2 separate regions of the Zea mays genome follow, and region 1 is linked to region 2. A link is a contact called in public HiChIP or PLAC-seq data. All regions are on one chromosome and are shown on one strand. Each heading gives the region's core, a stretch centred on a gene start, on an enhancer-like site or on the middle of the called end of the contact. The rest is flanking DNA. Distances are from core to core; before and after follow the strand shown.

The links. HiChIP or PLAC-seq counts read pairs in DNA pulled down with a chosen protein or histone mark.
Region 1: a contact with region 2 is called in an H3K4me3 HiChIP or PLAC-seq map of leaf, with 5 times the contacts expected there. The contact joins the promoter of LOC100280226 here to the promoter of LOC103638155 in region 2. A contact is called at or near these places in 14 of 25 Hi-C or Micro-C datasets (bundle sheath, ear, endosperm and 6 more) and 1 of 3 datasets of contacts at active chromatin or transcription factors (leaf).

Annotation. Positions count from the first base shown.
Region 1 is chr9:27,226,920-27,230,588 of Zm-B73-REFERENCE-NAM-5.0, forward strand. LOC100280226 reads left to right here and starts at 1,584. Exons shown (of 10, transcript NM_001153156.1): 1 at 1,584-1,685.
Region 2 is chr9:27,070,402-27,074,362 of Zm-B73-REFERENCE-NAM-5.0, forward strand. LOC103638155 (probable receptor-like protein kinase At2g21480) reads left to right here and starts at 1,742. Exons shown (of 1, transcript NM_001407493.1): 1 at 1,742-3,961. The coding sequence starts at 1,958. LOC100278437 reads left to right here and starts at 134. Exons shown (of 3, transcript NM_001152034.3): 1 at 134-354; 2 at 481-975; 3 at 1,108-1,393. The coding sequence starts at 220. The coding sequence ends at 1,206.

The sequences.
Region 1 (3,669 bases), core at 334-2,833, 160 kb after region 2:
CGCGGCGGGTTTCCGCCTGAGCGGGGAGCGTAGGGCAAGGCCTGGACACGTGTCGGCACCGAACCCTTGCTTGTGTCGGGATCCTCTCCGTCTCGGGACCCTGCTAAGGCCCGGACCTCACTCGGGGGGACCCGACATGTCTCCTCGGGAGCTCCAGGCTCGTACTCACAGGGGTCCGGTGTCCCTCTGCGGAGGTCCGGACCCAACGGTGCTTCCTGGGATGTATTATCCTTCCTCGCCACGTGGTGCCCTTAGGCCTGCCCATGTGGTGGGGTCGGGTGCCGCTCTCCGTGTGATCTGGAGATGTCGAACGGGTGCAGCGCCTTCATACTGTAGAAGAGGGTACCCTTGATTCAGGGTACCGACAGCTACTGTTCGAGGCATTTGGTTCATTAGCTCATATGTTTCTTGTAGCTAGATCTAAATTAACCACTCTCGTGCATGATGCAAGACAATACTGGACACCGCTCAACTCATGCATGGCTCATGCATGCTGCATCATGAATCCTTTCATGGCCTCTGTTTGATAATTGTTGATGCATGTTTTCTTCTCTATCAGATTATTGTGCAGTAGTCAGACATCTTTATGGTTCAATCTGTCCATGAATTGTGTTTAATGCGTGTGTCTACGAGAAAATAAAAGGGCATAAGTTCAGTGGAATATGTTGTGGGTATTTGAAACCCGCAGTCATACCTTGTGTTTATATAGAGTCAATATCTTGAGTTATAGGTCATCAAGGCTGTTACACTATATATAGACCGTGAGAAGCCACCAAGTCCAATACGACAGGAAGTCGTGCACATATAGTAACACTCTGTTAGCTGAAGGAGGACGAGCTACAGAGAGCTCTATAAAAATAGGGATTGAGTTCTTTTTTACTCATATCTTTCTCAGTCTTTTGTCTAAAATAAAGTGTAATATTTATTATTAGCAATTTAATATATGATCTATAGACAACATGCTCACTTTGATATTAAATTTATTTATTATCGATATTTTTTGGAGATGATCCATATGACTGATTTACTTCGCTTTACCATTGATTGTATTACGGGTACGATCTCGTCCTTCTCAATTAATATTATGAAATATAATTATATACCATCACAACGTACATGTATTATAATAATAATATCCCTTACGAGACATTTGCCTAAATGCCTAATGTCTATGCATGGGCTGATGGACTCATAGCCTTATGGTCGATATCATGAGGAAGCAGCACCCACCGACCCAGCGCATCTGGCACGGCCCCACCGCGCCCTCTCCCCCGCGTGGGCCCATCCAAAGCTAACGTGTACACCCGCTGGGTGCACGTAGCCACGGACCGACCGCTCCCTCTGCCGGTCCCCACCGCCACCCAATCACCGGCCAACGCGTGTAAATATCCGCCTCCCCCGCGCGCTGCTGCCCCGATCCGACGGCCGGGATCGTCGCCGTGGGGCCGCAGCGACCGGTGACGAGCGGTCAAAGGCGGGCCGCCCCACCGGCTGCGGCCGGTCACCCTCGCCTCGGGCGCCGCGAAGCTATTTAGCGCGGTGGCCGGAGCGCCGGCAACGGCTGCCACACCAACACACACAGACTGACAGGCGCAAGAAGAGGAGAGGAGAAGAACAGAGGGGAGTGGAAATAATCTAGCAGCGGAAGGGGAAGCAGCACGAAGGGAAGCGGCAGCGGAAGCGGGGTGAGATCTTTTTTGCGCCCCTCTTCGCTTTGATTTTCCGCACGCGGTTGATTGCCGGACTGGTTGCGAGGGGGGAGTTCGTGCGCTCGCCGGCGGGAGAGGATTCGTGGTGGGATACCCACCGGATACCGCCGTCTGGGGCGGATGGGCGCCGGTTCCCGCAATGCACCGCGCCCGAATTATGGGTTTCGAGGCCGGAATTCTGGTCCTTGTGCTGTCGCGGTTTGGTCGCGCTTAGCCGTTTCGATTTGGCTTGCATCGAGTTTTTGCTAAGTGTTCAATTCAATCCGTCTGAGGGGAGCGAAGTTTTGTTCTGAGGGTTTGTGCCTGTCAAATCTAGAACTCTTCTACCTTTCCCAAGCTCTACCGAGAAAGTCCAAAAAAAAGTTTTCCTTTTTTTCTCTTTCTCGCTCCTTCTCGTAGCGGTTAACTTGGCCGGGAAGGCGGTAGCAATCTACATCTTTGCTTCCTCCAGCAGCGCCATTACCGTTTGCTTTGTGCCGTTTCTTACGGACTAGTTTACATAATGTTCAAACATACATGTAGGGCTAGTTTGGGAGCCAGAAAACCAGAGTAGAGTGGATTGGAGAGACCAAAATCTCCTTAATCAAAATTGAATAAGAGGCGATTTTAGTCCTTCCGATTTTTTTGGCTCCCAAACTAGCCATGTATGTTTATCTTGTTCCCTTGGGTTGGGTTGGGTCGCCGAAGATATGTATGGCTGGTGGAAAGCCAACCCAGCAAAAGGTACTTCATGGTTTTTTAGTGAGTTTTTAAATGCGCTAGAGCTAATAATTAGCTGAAGAGATCTAAATAGTCTAGCTAGTAGTTTTTAGCTATTAGCTACTTTTAGCAAATTAGCCAATATTTGGCTAGCTAATTTCATTAACAACTTTTTAGCCAAATAACTATTAGCTCTAGTGCATTCAAAACTCCCCCTAGTTGTTGGAGTGATTGTCTTTCCCCTACTCTTATTGTTTCAATTGTTCTCTTTGTGATTACGTTCTTTACTTCTGGGGTTACTTGTCTCCGTGTGCACTCCGTTATATCCTTTCCCGCCTGGATTGAGGTCTGTGATGGAGACTGGAGAGGGTTCGTGTGAATTTTATTTTAAATTCCACGGCAATCCACCCCAACGCACATGGAGATACATGTTCATCCAAACAAGTCCATAGAGATTGTCTGTGTTTTCCTCCAAAGATAAGATTTGAGATAGAATTACTTCACTGTCTGCCTGTGATTGATGTATGGGCAGAGAAGCGAAGAAACACGCAGTTCTGTATATTCTTTGGGCTGTTGTAGCGGTGCCCACCCTGCTGCTTAGGGCATGCACAACCCTGAGCCGGATCGATTTTCAAAGTAGAAACAGTTAAAAGACTGCATGATACAAACATGAGCCCCTATATCATAAATGTAGGTAATAGAATATATATAGTGAGTCATGTAGAGATGAACTCTTCGCGAAGAGCCAATATTTTTTCAGTCAACCCTCAAAGACCCCTCAAGGGATTCTATATTAAATGGAGTTGTAAATGCCCTTAATTTGGGGAGAATTGATGCCTAGCCAGCCAAGACTGTGGCGGTTTGAGCTTAGTTCATGGCCTGTGCAGTCACACGAGTATGCAGACATTAGGTCTAGTAAGTTTTATGGCACACTGATTGTACATTGGAAATTTGTAGTCTTGGCCTCTCGGGGAAGGCTAAGGATCACACATCTTTGTGGGACAATTTTGCTACTTAGTAGTATTTGAATAGAGGCACGTTCCATCTGGTGGTTCTTACATAGTAGCTTCTTATACTCTAATGGACAACTAAATACCTGGATTTTAGTTGCTTCAAGTTTCCCCGGGCTACTTTATTTACCACTTGCAGCTCAATCCTGTTTTGTTCTTTTAATCCTCTGTTACTTGCCTCGTTTACCAGTTAGGAAACCTGATCTGGTTAGGCCCACCTTTTGCTGATATGAATTCAATATGCTACTTGA
Region 2 (3,961 bases), core at 492-2,991:
GCCACGACGCCATGCCACTGCATGCTCCTCCATCGCCGCCCTGCCCCGATCATCTTTGACCGACGACCCGGCCTGCGTGCTCCTCAGTCCTCACCACCGTGCCTTTATAACTGACGGTGGCACGCGCGTCGTCCTTGCAGCTGCAGTTGGCGGCGTCATCGTCACCGTCACATAAACCAACTCGATCGATCGCGTGCGACTGCGAGCCGTCCGTCCGTCATGGCGGACGTGCTGGTGGGCTCCGAGCGCCGTGTCCTCATCAGCGGCTACGGGTACGGCCTTCCCCCGCAGCCCCCGCCCCCGCCGCCGGCAGAGAGCCAGCTGCTCGGCCGCCTCGACCAGATCGACCTCCGGGTACGTGCGATCCCGACGTGTAGTTGTACTGTATACATACATCCATGAATGGTCCATGCACGCCGATGACGCGGGCACATTGATGCGAAGCGACTGATGACTCCATGCGCACGTATTTTGGTGCAGCTGCGGCAGCTGGAGGAGCAGCAGCAGCGCCGCCCGTCGCACGCCGACCCGGCCCCGGCCCCGGCCCGCCGCGCGCCGGCGCCGCAGCACCAGCACACCAAGTCCCTGCCGTCGGCGCTGCAACACGTGCAGGTGCGGAGCGACCTCATGGACCGCCTCAACCTGCTGGAGTCCCGCATCAGGCAGCTCAGCAGCGAGCTGGACCTGGACGTCGGCGGCAAGGCCGCCGGCCACGCCGCCCACCAGCTGGTGCTGGGGACCTCCTCGTCGGTGCCGCAGGTCGAGGACCCCGCCACGTGGTCCGACCTCGCGCCGGTGGCGGTGGTGGACCCGGCCCCTGCTGCGGCGTTCGGCGGCGGCGGCGGCGGCAACGAGAGCAAGAGCAAGCCCGCGGCGGCGGCGGCCGGCGGGAGCTGGAGCGCCGTGGAGATCCTGCAGCGGGGCGCGCGCCAGCTCCACCGCAGCACCAGCAGCAAGCCTAACGCGCCCACCAAGGTGAGCTCCGCAGTCCGCTCCCCGACGACGACAAAGACACTCTGACCGATTTCTGCGCACTGGTAAACGAATACAGAGGCGACAAAACGTTGAAAAATCTGACCTTGTTTCGTTTGGTTTGGAAAAAAAAAGGTGAAGAAACTGCAAGAAACAAAATGCGCGTGCCAGAAGGAGAAGAGGAAGGCGGAGCGCAGCAAGACGAGCAGGCGGTGGTTCATGGTTGGATGCTGAAGAAGTGGAAGTTGGCAGTAACACGCATGGCGATGAACTAACTGATCTTGGTCGATCGTGTACAAGCCATATATATATATATATTTTTTGTATTGTTTTTGTACTCTGCTTTGATCTACTTCCGTCCACCATTAGTTGTAAAGTATTGTCATGGTCCATGAATGCAGCATTTTTCTCGTCTATCAAATGAAGAAGAACTTCCTAATGACTTGTTTCCGTGGAGCATTCAGGTTCTCCAGCGGCGCTCAGTGGGACTCTGGGAGGATCTGCTGCCCTTGCTCTTGCAGTCTTGCAGCAGCGTCTTCCACTTCTCACCCACGTGACCACGTCTGGTGCTAACACATTTGGGTTGGGTCCCCCCAAGGAAAGGGAAGCAAAGCAAAGCAAAGCGACGCCGACGCGTCTCCAAGAATAGGCAGCATGCACCTGGCGGGTTGTGGAGCGCACGCCTCGGCGCTGGGCTCTGGCCACCATCCCAAACATAGCGGGCGGCTGCTTAAACTTGGCAAGCCGGTAGCCACCACATAACCCGCCATTTCACCGCTTCCCTCCTCCCTCTCCTCCGATTGGGCCCACCAACCAGGGAGAGGGTGAGAGGGCCCCGCCACCGTCAACAAAACAACCCACCCAACCCCAGTCACAACGAGGCCTGCCGCCCTCCGGTGCGGGCCGGTGGTCGGTGGTGACGAGCAGACACGCTAGACTAGCTCGCTAGCTAGCTACCTAGGTAGAAGCAAGCGCTGGACCAGCCATGACGCGCCGCGGGACGCTCCCGCTGGCGCTGCTGCTACTACTGCTGGCGGCGGCGGCGGCAACCGTGTCCGGGCAAGGCCGGCCCGTGACCGACAGCGGCGCGCAGACGCCGCCCACGCCGTCCAGCTTCACGCCTAAAGACAGCTTCCTGATCGACTGCGGCGGGACGGCGCCCCTCACCGCCGACGGCAAGTCGTACAAGACGGACGCGCAGGCCAACCACCTGCTCTCCGCCACCGACGCCATCCGCGTCGCCGCCGACGACAAGGCCGACGTGCCCTCGCCGCTGTACGCCACCGCGCGGGTGTTTAAGGAGGAGGCCGTCTACAGCTTCCCGCTCACCGTCCCGGGCTGGCACTTCATCCGCCTCTACTTCTTCCCGCTCAAGGGCGGCGACGTGGACCTCGCGTCGGTGACCTTTAGCGTCGTCACCGACGACAACGTCCTGCTCCACAGCTTCACCCCGGGGGACAAGCCCGTCATGAACGAGTACCTGGTGAACGCCACCGAGAACCACCTGGCGCTCAAGTTCCAGCCGCTCAGTGGCTCCGCCGCCTTCGTCAACGCCATCGAGGTGGTGAACGCGCCCGACGAGCTCGTCACCGACTCGGCGCTGGCCGTCGCGCCGCTGGGCGAGATCACCGGCCTGGTGCACGACGCGTACCAGGTCCTGTACCGGATCAACGTCGGCGGTCCCGCCATCGGCCCGGCCAAGGACACGCTGGGCCGGCGGTGGGAGACCGACGCCGCGTACGTGCAGTCCAAGGAGGCGGTGAAGGACGTGTCGGTGCCCACCAGCACCATCAGGTTCCCCGAAGGGACGTCCCGGCTGGTGGCGCCGGCGCTGGTGTACGCCAGCGCTGCCAGGATGGCGGACGCCGACGTGGGGAGCCCCAACTTCAACCTGACGTGGAAGGTGGACGTGGACCCGTCCTTCAGCTACCTGGTCCGCCTCTTCTTCGCCGACATCGTGAGCAAGGCCACCAACGACCTCTACTTCGACGTGTACATCGGCGGGCGCAAGGCCGTGTCCGGGCTGGACCTGTCGACGGTGGCCGGCGGCGAGCTGGCGGCGCCCTACTACAAGGACTTCGTGGTGAACTCGTCGTTGCTGGAGGACGGCAAGCTGAGCGTCCAGGTCGGGCCCATGGGGCAGGACACGGGGCGGATCGACGCGCTGCTCAACGGCATGGAGGTGCTGAAGATGAGCAACTCCGTGGGCAGCCTGGACGGCGAGTTTGGCGTGGACGGGCAGAAGGCCGACGACGGGAGCGGTGGGCGCAAGGCGGTGGCGGCCGTCGGGTTCGCCATGATGTTCGGCGCGTTCGCGGGGCTGGGCGCCATGGTGGTGAAGTGGTACAAGCGGCCGCAGGACTGGGAGCGGCGGGAGAGCTTCTCGTCGTGGCTGCTCCCCATCCACACGGGCCAGTCCTTCACCGGCAAGGGCAGCCGGTACGGGTCCAAGAGCGGCAACACCTTCTCCTCCACCATGGGTCTGGGCCGCTTCTTCTCGTTCGCGGAGATCCAGGCGGCCACCCAGAACTTCGACGAGAAGGCCATCATCGGCGTGGGCGGGTTCGGCAACGTGTACGTCGGGGAGATCGACGACGGCACCAAGGTGGCGGTGAAGCGCGGGAGCGCGGAGTCGGAGCAGGGCATCAACGAGTTCAACACGGAGATCCAGATGCTGTCCAAGCTGCGGCACCGGCACCTGGTGTCCCTGATCGGCTACTGCGACGAGAACCAGGAGATGATCCTGGTGTACGAGTACATGCACAACGGCGTGTTCCGGGACCACATCTACGGCAGCGAGGGGAAGGCGCCGCTGCCGTGGAAGCAGCGGCTGGAGATCTGCATCGGCGCTGCCCGGGGGCTGCACTACCTGCACACGGGCACGGCGCAGGGGATCATCCACCGCGACGTGAAGACCACCAACATCCTGCTGGACGACAACTTCGTGGCCAAGGTGTCGGACTTCGGGCTGTCCAAGGACGGGCCCGGG